Regions from separate parts of the Sus scrofa genome. Here region 2 is linked to region 1. A link is a contact called in public HiChIP or PLAC-seq data. All regions are on one chromosome and are shown on one strand. Each heading gives the region's core, a stretch centred on a gene start, on an enhancer-like site or on the middle of the called end of the contact. The rest is flanking DNA. Distances are from core to core; before and after follow the strand shown. Region 1 holds the start of ZC3H12C (probable ribonuclease ZC3H12C). Region 2 holds the start of RDX (radixin).

The links. HiChIP or PLAC-seq counts read pairs in DNA pulled down with a chosen protein or histone mark.
Region 2: an H3K27ac HiChIP or PLAC-seq map of alveolar macrophages shows a contact between it and region 1. The contact joins the promoter of RDX here to the promoter of ZC3H12C in region 1. A contact is called at or near these places in 1 of 47 Hi-C or Micro-C datasets (embryonic fibroblasts) and 1 of 2 datasets of contacts at active chromatin or transcription factors (alveolar macrophages).

Annotation. Positions count from the first base shown.
Region 1 is chr9:38,130,583-38,137,342 of Sscrofa11.1, forward strand. ZC3H12C (probable ribonuclease ZC3H12C) reads left to right here and starts at 2,858. Exons shown (of 6, transcript XM_021102346.1): 1 at 2,858-3,156.
Region 2 is chr9:38,296,613-38,303,372 of Sscrofa11.1, forward strand. RDX (radixin) reads right to left here and starts at 2,949. Exons shown (of 14, transcript NM_001009576.1): 1 at 2,822-2,949.

The sequences.
Region 1 (6,760 bases), core at 1,608-4,107:
GTAGCCCTAAAAAGACTAAATAAATAGATAGATAGATAGATAAATTGCTTGTAAAAACGACCCAGAAGACCTAGCATAAAACAAATAAAAACCAGAGGAAGTCACATGATAACTAAGAGCTAGAGAAACACTTCAGGGGAATACTGACATTATTTTAGATTTGGTAAATATTTTGACCAAAATGAAGGACTATGAGACACAGAAATAGATAAAAGTCTGCTCTATATCCATAAGTGTTAAAAGCCACCACATAGCTCCAGTCTATTCATCTCTTCAGCCTAGATCATCTGCCTTGGACTCCTCATTTCTGATTCCCGAAATATCCTGAAATACTTTTGGCTGAATATCCCCTGGAATGTCCATGTTCAAACAAAAATAGCCGACAGTGTAAATGTGCCATTGATTTCTATCTAAGGTTGGAAGTGAGTACCTGGAAGCACCTAGGTCACCAATTTCCCCTGTAGCCCTTAGATCTCAGCATCTAGGCTCACTCACCAGTCCCCAATCCTAGACTCTGAAGCCAGTGCAGATTCTAAATCAAGGTGACTTTCCCACTCCAGCCACCCAACTCTTTAGCAGTACAGGGATTCTGCAGCAAACCTGCTGTTTATAGCCCTGCTCTTTCTGTGAACTGCAGCCCTAATCATGAAGCTGTCTCTTCTATTTTATGCTTGTGCTGTCTGGGGAAATTGCTTTGTTTTAATTTATTTGCTGATTGGATAAGTTTCTTTTTTTTTCCTTTCTTTTTAAAATTTTTTTATTTTTATTTTATTTTATTTTGCTTTTTATAGCAGCACCCGCAGCATATGGAGGTTCCCATGCTAGGGGTCAAATTGGAGCTACAGCCACCGGCCTACACAACAGGCATAGCAATGCCAGATTCAAGCCCTGCGTCTGCAACCTACACCACAGCTCACGGCAATGCCGGATCCTTAACCCACTGAGCAAAGCCAGGGATTGAGCCCTAGTCGGATTTGTTTCCACTGAGCCACGATGGGAACTCCATCTTTCTTTATTTTTTAAGCCAAGTTCCTACTTTGTTCTGCTACTTCAATAGTTGTCTCCTTAGATTTTTCTTCCATGCTTAACTATTTTCCTAATTCCCCAGCTGCTTTAAGACTCGAAATGCGTTTCGCCCACTCTTTCAGACCCTGAAGCCCTAAAACTTGGTTCCCCTGGCTATGTCTTTACTACCTTCTGACAAAAGTAGCCACAAGCTGAAGAGTCACTGGGTGTTATGGTCCCCAGTTCCAGTAGTCTGAAACCAACCCAAGTGCCCTCCATACGCCAGGCCCAGGAGAACTGAGGATGCTACAGAGAACAAGACAGACAGAGTTCCTGCTTTTGTGAAGCTTACGTTCTGATGTGGGGATACGGTAAAATAAATAAGCAAATACAATTCTAGATGATGAGTATCATGAATGAAGGCATGCTCCATCTTCCCCAGGCCTCCTGCTGACTTGTGATGCCTTCAGTTTCTATGAATTTCTTCTGCATTTGCTGATGAGAATGTCCCTGAATGTTTCCCTCAGTTAAAGCAGTTCCCATCAAACATCTTTACAGAATCTGAGCTTGGGTCTTTTGAAAATTACATTGTTTAAAAAAGAAAAAAAAGATAGTGACCGGTCCTACCAATGCTGGCTGGGAGTCCTTTAGCAATTATGGGATCTCCCCTTCCACATGATCACAGGAATCTTCCCTTGCCTGGGAAGCCCCAGACTCCACACATACAACTCATAGGACACCCTCAACTTCCTCTTCTCTTTCTCTTCCTTGTCAACTATTTGGAAAAAAAAAAAAAAAATCTCTGCTTATATATAGACTCAGATAGAAAAGCATGGACAAGTGTACAGGTCACCAATAAATACAGACTTTAAAAATGTTTTTGAAGAGGTAATGCGAGTACCTGATTTAAAATTCAAAAGCCATTATTGGCTATAGAGTAAAAAGTGAATCTCTTTCCACATTTTCTTCCAAATCATCCAGTTTCCCTGCCCAGGACAACACTGTTAACAGTTTCTTGTGTGTAACCCAGAGAGGTTATAAGCAAACACAGAGGCATTCTTTGTTTTTCACACAATGGTAGCATACTATATACAATGGTTTCCATCTTACTTTTTCAATAAACAATGGGTCTTGAAATTTATTCCATACATATAAAGCCGCTTCGCTCTATTAGGTGAATGGCATTCTAACATAGGGCAATACTAAAACTGATGTGCATAGTCTCCTACTAATGGATTCTGATTTTTTGAATCCATTCAAATGGATTTGAATCCATTTAAGTTGATTCTAATTTTTTGAATAGTCTTATGACAGAGCCTTTTAACATAAGATGCCTCTAAGCTGAAAATTTCATAATTCTCTTTCCATCTACCTCATTTTGTACATGTGTAATTCCATTTACCAATTTCCTTTTAAAACAACAGATGCTTGCAGAGGTGATGAGGATGTTTGGGGTATACTTGAAATTCCATGATGAAACAAAAATTTTGAAACTTCTGGGCGGGGTGAATGGCAATGACAGGTGTGCTCCTTGTCAAGAGGGAAAAATGCCACCTTGGGAGCATTTTTTATTTGATACATAGTGTGTGTTGTTCTCAGAATTCCCATGTTGATCAAATATGGTGAAATTAGGACAGCCACACTGTCTGGTTCAAGTAGAACCAGCACATGACTGTATGACACAAGCATATTGAAAACCTTGCTGTCTGGCTTCCCACAGGGTTGAAAACAAGAGTCACGCTGCTGGTATGGAATCGGTGGTAACTCATCAAAAGAAAGAAGCCCTAGGATTGGCCAATAGCACATATCTCGTGCCTTCTAGTTTCCTTTCCCTAAAAACTCACAATTAAAAAGCAACTCTAACCAATCACTGAACTACATGGGCAACAGTGTGTTTTAGTATCCGCGTCTGTCTTATACGATCATGTGCTTAGGAAGTGGTCATTTAGGGTAATACTCTTAAGGAAACTTTACATTTCATGGTTTTTGGAATTAACCAGAGCTTCTCTGAAGACATAAAAGAAACTGAGTGAAAAATCGCAGTAGTCCTGGCTACGTGTGTGAAGCTCTTCAACTAGAGGGAAATCTGGTGCTGGACAAAGAGCTGGAGATGAAGGTACATCCAAGGGACTATTGATCATTTCAACTAAGGTAAGTGTTTTGGCATAAATGGTAAAGGCGAGAGATACAGAACAAGAGCAATAATAACCAGTGGGTCTACACATTTTTCAATCAGAAAACTCCTAAGGACACCACCAGTAAAGCTCCAGACAGAACTAGAAGCAGCTTCAAGGGGTGTGTGCCAGCTGTGAACTCGATGTGACCTATGGGCCATCACTTTTAAAGCTCCTAGAAGTCTGAGAAAAGGTGGCTGGGCAATAGGAAGATCTAGGCTGAGGCAGTCACGTAGGATGTGGTAGGCATCTGAAACATTTTCTTTTAAGGTTCAAATGTGAATCTAGGTGTGAGGTAGTCTAGTTGGAAGCCACAATTTACAAAGAAAGGCTGGCCTGGCAACCATTTTCTGTCCTCCACACCCCACCCCACCCCCACCGCCCCGCCACCACCCACTTCCCCTAACCTGTTCTTTCCAGAGCATTTGCTTTTAACTAGTGAGCCTGTCCCAAGGCTTTGCCTGTTATGGAACCACAGTCCCTCAAATTCTTTATGTGTAATTCAAAGTCACAAGTCAGACCTGACTTCATAACTATAATACAAATGGGCTATCCAGAACTGATCATAGCCAACGGGCCATATTTGCCTAATGCCTGTTTTGAAGCTTTGATAGCAGACACTCAGAATTTGATGCTCAGTTTCACCATTTGCAAACTGAAAAATGGGGTCAGATTCAGTATCGCCAAGTTTTCTTTCATCAATCTGACATTCTCTGAACCCATGACATTTCTTTCCTCTATGTTCTCTTTTCCTTTTAAGCATACTTGGAGTAAAGAAAAGAGGAATTCCCTAATGGTCATCTATCTCAGAGCCATAGAAACTTATTTTTGTTAGAAATTTTGTCAACTCTGGTTGTATTTTAGAAGAAAACCATGCTTGGTTATTGTTATCACATGTGACCATTTTAAACGTTCATACCTTCTTTCTCAATAGCAGATAAAAACCTCATTTACCCACCTCTTTGCCTTTTCTAGATAATACTATGAAATATATCCACAGGCATATCCCCACTGTTACCACAAATACATGCCTAAAACCAAACCATTCTAAACGTTTGCTCAAAAAAAGTAGTTCCTCTACCCCGAGACTTCCCTTTTTTACCAGTCAGTGATATTACAGGTTTCGCATTCACGCCCCCTAAGTCATCTGGAACTTCTCCCTTTTCTTAAGTTCTTCTCCATCCAGTACATCCAATCATTGACAAAGCCTCAGAGATTTTTAAGTCACGATGTCTCACTAACTGGTCCCTTCTTTTCCTTCCTCACGATTTCTTCCTTATGCCACGTCCATTCACCCATATTGGCCTACACACTGTTTCTCTACTTCAGTCCTTTCCCTTCCCAAACCAGCCAATAACCAATACAAGAGCGATGTTGGTAAATCAGGAGTGTTCTCCATGTTACCTTCTCGTCAAAACCTTTCACGCGTTCCCCACTGTAGACAGGCTACAGAGAACTCAAACCCTCTCTGTCTAGGTCTGTCTGTCTGTCTCTGTTTCTGGCTCTCTTTCTCCGGCTCTCATTTGCAAATCTCCTTGCAATTTGACCCCCCTTTTCCTCTCCCGCTGTTTTTATCTCTACTTTCCAAATGTCCCTGGCATTCTATTTTTCTAGGCTTCTTGTTCTACTCACATGCCCTTCTTTATCCTCTCTGCTGGTCAGAATATGATCCATCTTCATTATCCAGCTTAAATCTACCCCTATGGAGCCCAGAATCATCTGTATGAATTCCTTCCGACTCCAACCTAAAGTGATTCCTCATCCTCCGAGCCCTTCATTGAATGTATTACCCAGAACACATATCTGACACAAAAATTCTCTTGTCTTTTTTAGTCATCTTTCAACTTTCATATGTCTTTATCTCCCAACTACATAGTAAGATAATTAGGGCAGTTGCTGAATCATTCACATAATGAATCCTGATTCTACAGTTAGACTGTACGTTTTAATCCTCACACTGTTATTTACCGACCTTAGACTTGGTCTCAGTTTTCTCATCTGTGAAATGGAAACAGTGATAGTTATTCCCTCACAGGGTTTGTGGGTGTTACATGAGAGTATTTAGGCAAAGTGGCCTAGAATAGTGCCTGGAACATGATAAGCATTCACTAAGCCTTAGCAATTATACTTACTCATGTCTCTTAACCTCCAAGTACATAGTATAGTGCCTTGGTCCATAACCATGCTTAATCGATATTGAATGGAATTTAGTTGAGTCAATGGAGGGAAATAAGATAGACTGTGTGGGTGGAATATCGTGGAGTAGGGGAACTTCCTGGCATCAGTAAAATCATGCCACAGATGCCGTCACTTATTGTTGTCAGCCAGCCAGCCTCTTTCTAAGTTCCTGCCACTCCCCAATACTGCTCAAGAGACTTCTGAGGGTTTGGCTCAGTGAACAGGGAGTGCTTTCCCAAGCATCCCTCCCTTCCTGCCAAGTCAAACCAACCTGGCTGCAGGGAACAAGGTGCCAAGTTCCTAAGGTGATACTAAAAATATAGACCAGAGAGTTCTCATATGCCCCCAAAGAAGCCTACCCACCTGCTATTTCATTTGCTGGGCCGGAAGACTGGCTGCTGAAGTGGAAAAGCAGGCTCAGGCATTGTTCTCCTATCATCTTGCAGTGTCCGAGGGCCAAGGGTACCAGCCAGAAGGATGCTCTCAGCTGGTACCACATCATCCATAGCTAAAAAGCAACAGATGCTGGTCAAAGAAATGGGGACATTTGTACTGCTCAATCGAGCCATTAAATCAGGGTTTGGTTGTTTGTTTTTTAATAGAGAAACTATAAAGTTTGAGCCTCAGTAAGCATCATAAGTATCACTACCATTATGCAGCCCAATCAGATTCAACAGATCCAGTCTTACACCAAGTATGCCCCATTGAAAACCATTTAGACAGGTAAGAAACAATTTTATTAAAGGTGGAAAGTGTGATCAAAGGTGTGAACTTTGGTCCAGTGAAACAAATATGTGCTTTGGATGCAGGCAGACCTAGATCCTTCATATTCAAGGTGTGTACTTTTGAGAAAATTTTCTAATCTCAATTTTCTATAGGATAGAGAGAATTATAACACCTAGCTCACTGGCCCTGGTGACACTTACATGAGATAATGCACTTCTAGCAGCTGGTCTGTGGCACATGGTAGGGGCACAATCCAGGGATGTTCCTTTCTTTCTCACTCCAAAAGCAGATGCATCCTGCCCGAAGCTAGAAGTGAGGCGCCTGCTGACAATTCCACAGGCTGGTGAATGAGATGATTTGAATCTTTCTGAAACGTTGACCTAGATTGTGCTGGGTGTTGGACAATTCACAGAAGTAGAAAGGTCCGCTGCTCCCAGTGCTGTTCGAACATGCGACTATGGAGCCCACTTCTGTGCAGAGAGCTGTCTCCTCCCAACCTCCCAAATGGGATCTGGATTCATCCTGGCTTTCACCTCGATTTTGACATGTTGCCATTTCCAACAAGGCTAATTTCCTTGCTGAAAGAAGGCCTTCCCCTGGGTGAATTCGCAACAGCTTCATTTGTTTAAAATCCCTTATTGGTCTTGCCAATGCCGGGTGTGGTTTTTCCTCATTAC
Region 2 (6,760 bases), core at 1,699-4,198, 170 kb after region 1:
ATTTCAATAGAATATATTTTAAGCTTTGATCTTTGGGAAATATTGGTTAAAATTTGTTTTTTGGCTTTTGTTTTTGGTCTTTTTAGGGCCACACCCAAGGCATATGTAAGTTCCCAGGCAAGGGGTCGAATCGGAGCTCCAACTGCTGGCCTACGCCACAGCTCCGGGCAATGCCAGATCCTCAACCCACTGAGCGAGGCCAGAGATCAAATCCAAGTCCTTATGGATATTAGATGGGTTCATTAACCACTGAGCCACAACAGGAACTCCCTTTCGTCTGTTTTTAATTTAATATATTTTAATTTATACCACTTAAAAATGGCAAATTCTGGAGTTTCCATTGCCGCTCAGTGCTAATGAACCCAACTAGAATAGTGAAGCAAAAAACAAAAAAACCCAAGAAATAACCCTTGCTCCCCTCCCTGAGACTACTGCGAGGACTCGGGCTCCATCCTTGGCCCTGCTCAGTGGGTTAAGGATCCAGCATTGCCATAAGCTGTGGTATAAGTCACAGACACAGCTTGGATTCTGCGTTGCTGTGGCTGTGGTGTAGACCGGCAGCTGCAGCTCTGATTTGACCCCCAGTCTGGGAACTTCCATATGTCAGGGGTGAGGCCCCAAAAAGACAAAAATAATTAATTTTAGACAGGGAAAAATGAGACTCCCAGAGTTCCTGCTGTGGCACAGTGGGCTAAGAATTCAACTGCAGTGGCTCGGGTCACTCGGGAGGTACAGGTTCGATCCCCAGCTGGCACAGTGGGTTAAAGGATCTGGCGTTGCCACAGCTATGGCACAGGTCACAGCTGTGGCTCTGATTCGATCCCTGGCCAGGGAACCTCCTCCATATGCTACAGATGTGGCCATAAAATTAAAAACAAAAAAAACAAGACTCCCATCATTATTCAATATTTCAGACTCTATTGTATTGGATTATACAGATTATAAGTTTGAGAGCTGAAATTAAGACAAAAATACCTAGATTTTCATTTCAACAGCCTGCCAAACATAAAAATGAATAAATGAATAATAAAATCCAATTGTGCCCTTGGGAATAGTGAAGTAAAAAACAACAAAAAACCAAGAAATAACCCTGCTCCCTTCCCTGAGACTACTGCGAGTTATCAAGAAAAAAAAAAAACAGCAGTCTGTCATTCCTCACCACCACGGGAAAAAGGATAATCAATTATTTTCCAGTTAAGTAACACAAATGTCCAAAACAAAGATTCATACTCTCCCCATGCCAAAATTAATTAATTTCTGAGCATCTCCTACATGTTCTGCCATGCTTGGGAATACAGGAATTGTTGATCAAAACAATGTATAATCCACAAGGGCAAGAATTTAATATTCCTGAATGCCACAAATTTTGTCTCATTTAATTAAAACTGTAAAGAATTCCAATGCATATCTATTCATTACTACTAATAACATATTAACTATTTATTAAATATCATAAACATAACAAGTGAGTAAGCAACAGAAAAAGTGCAATCCTTTTTACAGCAGATCATTAATTTCAAAAGGAGTGTTCTACATTTTGCTACATTTGAGGTACTTAATTATAAGCCTCTGGAAGATAAAGCACACCAGTGAAAGCAATGTAATCCTGAATTTAAAAAAAAAAAATTGCAATCCTGAATATTAGTCTCTTTTCTCAAATCTAATAATGCTGTTTTAGCAAATGGATTAAGCCATTATTTATCCAGCACATTGAACGGGGCAATTGTTCATTCATCAGTCTGACCGAAATATAAAAGAGTATTTAGCGTTCTGAAAAAAAAGTATGCTCCGTAAACAATAGACTGCAATGTCTATGTCCAAGTGCTCCTTTATCAAATAAACCCTTATTATCTTAGGTTTACACTTTTACATCATGCCCGTCTCAGTGCCACATAACTCACTAAAACGTCTTCTACAAAATCTCAAGTGTATTTTAAAACACATCTTTGGTGAAGTTGACTTTTAACACATTCCCAACCTCATTAATAGCCACTCCTTAAGGGGGAAAATACTAAATACATGTTGTGAATGGTTAAAGAACCACGCCACATCTGTATAGGAAGTGATGTGCTCTATTTAAACCGAAATAATGTAGTGCACACCGCCCCCCCCCTTTCAAAGTTAGCCTGGGAATTTAGTTTACAACCCCTTAAAGGAAGGGGGGACCGTAACGTACTCGACCCGCCTGGTGGGACCTAATATACTAATCCCGCGGCCTCCAAGGCCAGAGAAAGTTAAGGGCTCGGAGGCCGGCAGCCGCTGCAGCAGCAGGTAGAGGAGCGGCCAGAACCGCGGCCCTGGGAGCGGGGGCGGGTGGCCAGGAGCGGGAGACCCAAACCCGGTACCGCAGCATGCATCCCTCGGCCACCTGGGCGGGACGCGCGCTCTCTAGTAATCCCACGCCCGTACTTTCAAACTGAAGGCCGGGGAGAAGTTCCGATGAATTCCCTCCTTACATGGCAAAACTAAATTTCTCCTACGCTTACATGTGTATTTTCAAACTGCCTGGAAAGGACGTGCCAGGCCGAGCCCAGGCAGGAGTCCGGGGCCGACGCTGCAGGCGGACCCACGCCGGGGGGGAGGAGAGGAGCGCGGCAGCGGGCCCGGGCCGCAGCCGGGCCACGACTCGGGCCGACGCTCGCGCCTCCTTCCAGCCCCGGGAGCTACCTGGCCGGCCAGGCCGTTAGGACAGCGGCCCACGCGGCGCGAGGCCTCGCGGCGCTGCCGCCGGACAGCTCGGGGCCCCGCAACTTCTCGCCGCCAGCTCAGCGTCTACGGAGCCCGGGAGCGGGGTGGGGGCCGGGAAGGCGCCGGCGCTTACCCGGAGAGCGGGCGGTTCTTCCCGCCGAGTGGGGCCGAGGCGCTGCGCGGCGGCGCCGGGCTCGTGGCTGTGGCTGGGAGGGAGAGGCGGTGAGGGAGCACTGAGCCGCCGGAGAGGAGAGGCGCCGCCGCCACCGCAGACAGCTCCGCAATATGGCCGCCCGGCGACTCCTCGGGGGGAGGCGGGGCTGCCCCGCGCCCCCCGCCCCCGCCTCCCCTGCCGCCGGGCCGGCCTCGCGCCGCGGCCCGAGCGCCAACGCGGCCACCGCCCCGCCGCCCGCGCCCCGCCCCTGCCCCGCCCCGCAGGCCCGCGGCCGCCCGCCCACTGCTCTGGGCGTCGCCCGGGGTCGCGGTTCGGGCGGGGACGTTGGAGCGCCGAGCTGCAGCTGCTGGAGCCCCAAAGAAATGGGGCGAGGGCGGGAGTGGGGGCTCCTTCCGGGGAGGCCTGGGCTCGAGCTGAGCCAGAAGCTCAGGGAAGGGGTGCCGTCCCGCCGCACCCCACCCCCACCCCCGCCTCATCCCCAGGGTGGAAACTTGAAACTCCCGCTGGTGCTGAAAACTCACCGAGGGTGTTTCCATCCCCCTCAAGGAGGAATTCTCCCCAGAGGGAGTCCAGAACTGAGAGGAGCGTGTTACTTGGCTGTTCAGCCTGAAAATCCTGGACCAGAGGAGAGAAACGGATTTTATTTATATATATATACACATATACATATATGTATATGTGTATATATATATATATATAAGTTTTTTGGCAGGATTTGCCCAACTAGAAAAACTTGCTTTTTCAGGGGCAATTTTTAACCCCCCACCAAAACCTCCATGGATATGAGCCCAATCGAGCGTGCGGATTTTTATCCAGGCAAGGATTCTTTTGCAGTTGGAGTAAGGCAGTTAAGAAGAAATTGTTGGAAGTGGGACCCCAAAGCACAGCCAAACCTAACTTATCCTACACTTCGTGAAAAGTTAGACATTTGATCATGGTCTCACTTGAGTGGTTGGGACTAGATAGACTTCTGGTCATGTGTCATGTACTCCACACTCCCTCTCCTCATATTTTCTGCTGGGATTCAGAGAGCAAAACTTGTTATGAGTATAGAAACAGCAAGTGCACCAAATCTGATTAACCTAGCTTGCCCTGTTTGCTGAGTTTACTTTTTATGAATAAACTTGAGATTCAAATAAGACTTCATGAGTGTGCTTAATTTTATAGAACAGATAATTCCTTCCTGCCTTCAAGAGTTTTTCCAGCAACTCTCTCCTCAGATTACTTTCACTAAATTTACTCTTCAGTTAAGTTTCCACCATTGCCCTTTGAGACCTCTCTAAACAATTAAAAGCCCCAAGAGTTAAACTCAAAGGCCTTTAGAGTGCAAATTCCTCAAGGACGGAACCAGGTGTGTGCGGTTTTTTTCCTGTGTTTTTTTTTTTTTTTTTTTTTTTTTTTTTTTGACTCTAAGATTACTCCCTCACCTTCTCCCTGGGGTGCAAGAATTATCCAGGTAATTGTTCAGCCTCCACAATAAGCTGCATGCATAGAGTCAAAGTATTGTGTAAATTCCTAGATAGGACACTAATCAAACAAAACTATATAACATACTTTTGCAGCAGAAAATGAGGCATTAACTATGCCTGGATCTGATGTGAAATGCTTTACATGACTATCTCTTTTAATAATTACAACAACCCTGAGTTTGGGGTAAATATTATTACTGAACTTTAAAAAAAAAAAGATGAAGAAAGGAGTTAAGTAATTTGCTCAATGTAACACAATTAGGAAGTGGCAGAACTATGACCAAACCCAGTTCTATTTGACTCCTAAGACTTGATTTTATCTTTTATTCTGCAACACCAAACAGACTGGAAAGTGTAACATTTCAGTCAGCTATCATATTAGTAAATATTTGAGTAAAAGATAATATTCAATGCTGGTGAGATAAAAGGGTGCTACTAGACGTTGTTGAGTGGGAGTATAAGCTGAAACAACCTATTTAGAAACAATTTGGCACTGTGATTCAACCTATAAAAATGTTCAGGTGTTCCCACTGCAGTGCAGTGGGTTAAGAATCTGATGGCAGTGGCTCTGGTGGCTGCAGAAGCGAGGTTTGATCTCTAGGCTGGCACAGTGGGTTAGAGGAGCTCCAGTTTTGGCAGCTGTGACTCAGATTCAATCTCTGGCCTGGGAACTTCCATATGCCATGGGTGTGGCCGTAAAAGTCTAAGATATAAGTAGGATAGCTCATTGTGGCTCAGTGGTTAACGAACTTGACTAGTATCCGTGAGGACACAGGTTCGATCTCTGGTCTTGCTCAGTGGGTTAAGGATCTGGAGTTGCCCTGAGCTGTGGTGTAAGTCGAAGGCACGGCTCAGATTCTGAGTAGCTGGGGCTGTGGCTGTGGCAGGCAGCTACAGCTCGGATTTGACCCCTAGCCTGGGAACCTCCACATGCAGCGGGTGCAGCCCTAAAAAAACAAAAATAAACAAACAAATAAATGTGTGTGTGTGTGTATGTATATATATCTTTTTAGGGCCACACTTGCAGCACATGGAGGTTCCCAGGCTAGCGGACAAATTGGAGCTGCAGCTGCCGGCCAGAGCCAGAGCCACAGCAACATTAGATCCAAGCTGAGTCTTCAACCTACACCACAGCTCATGGCAGTGCTAGATCCTTAACCAACTGAGCAGGGCCAGGGATCAAACCCAAGTCCTCATGGATACTAGAGGGTTCATTGCTGCTGAGCCACAACAAAACTCCAAATGTGGATTATAAAAGTAGAATTGAGAGATAAAGGTAATTAGGCAGGTCAGGAAGATGCTAATTTTTCAGTGTCTACGGGAAATATAGGACTTCGTAACTGGAAATAAACTACTATAAGAAATACAGCAAATGAGACATCCAATAAATCCTTGTGAAAGGAGTTCCCGTCCTGGCACAATGGAAACTAATCCAACTAGGAACCATGAGGTTGCGGGTTCAATCCCTGGCCTCGCTCAATGGGTTAAGGATCTGGCATTGCTGTGAGCTGTGGTGTAGGTCGAAGATGCGGCTCAGATCCTGTGTGGCTGTGGCTGTGGCTGTGGCTTAGGCCAGCAGCTGTAGCTCTGACTGGACGCCTAGCCTGGGAACCTCCATATGCCACTGGTATGGCCCTAAAAAAAGCAAAAAACCAAAAACAAACAAACAAAAAAACTTGTTAAAGAAATGAACATAGGTAACATGCTAAAATAAGCTTTTCTTTTTTAATTAATTAATTTTTTTATTATAGTTGATTTTAAAATAGGCTTTTCATTTCCAAATATTTCTTCAGAAAATATAGTTTCTCTCAAGCCCAAGATTGTACTACAGCATTAGAATTAAATCAATCCAAAGCATCATAATATACTAAAGTATACTTCCATCAAAAATGTTATTTACTATTTTTAATAAAATTTAAAAAATAAAATGAAGAAATTTATTTACTATATTTAAAAAGTTACAATAATGTAAAAATCACTATTTTTAAAACCTATACATAGAAAAATATGCAAATGACACTCTTCCATTATAAGCAGTGATATTTCATACTATTCACACTCTTACATATGAAAGTACATAGTCACAATGTGTTCACCGATATAATGGCCCTAAGTAAAAACAGGTAAAGTAAATAAAACTATCTTATCATCTTCTTTGTATGCTTTGTAAGCCATACAAATTTAATTGCTGATAGAAGCTATAAAATTTCATTACGGTCAATAGGGGTTTGATGTCCAATGTACCTAAAGTAAGAGTCAAGAAACCGCAGGTCTCTTTCTACCTTTATTCTCTCCCTATCTGAGATCAAATTACATAAGTACATAATTCATAATGTGTTCACAGATATGAGCATATAGTCTTCAACAAAGACAGAGTAAAGTTATTGCTTAATCCTCTCTGCTTAGGTGATAAAGCCAATTTAGTTCA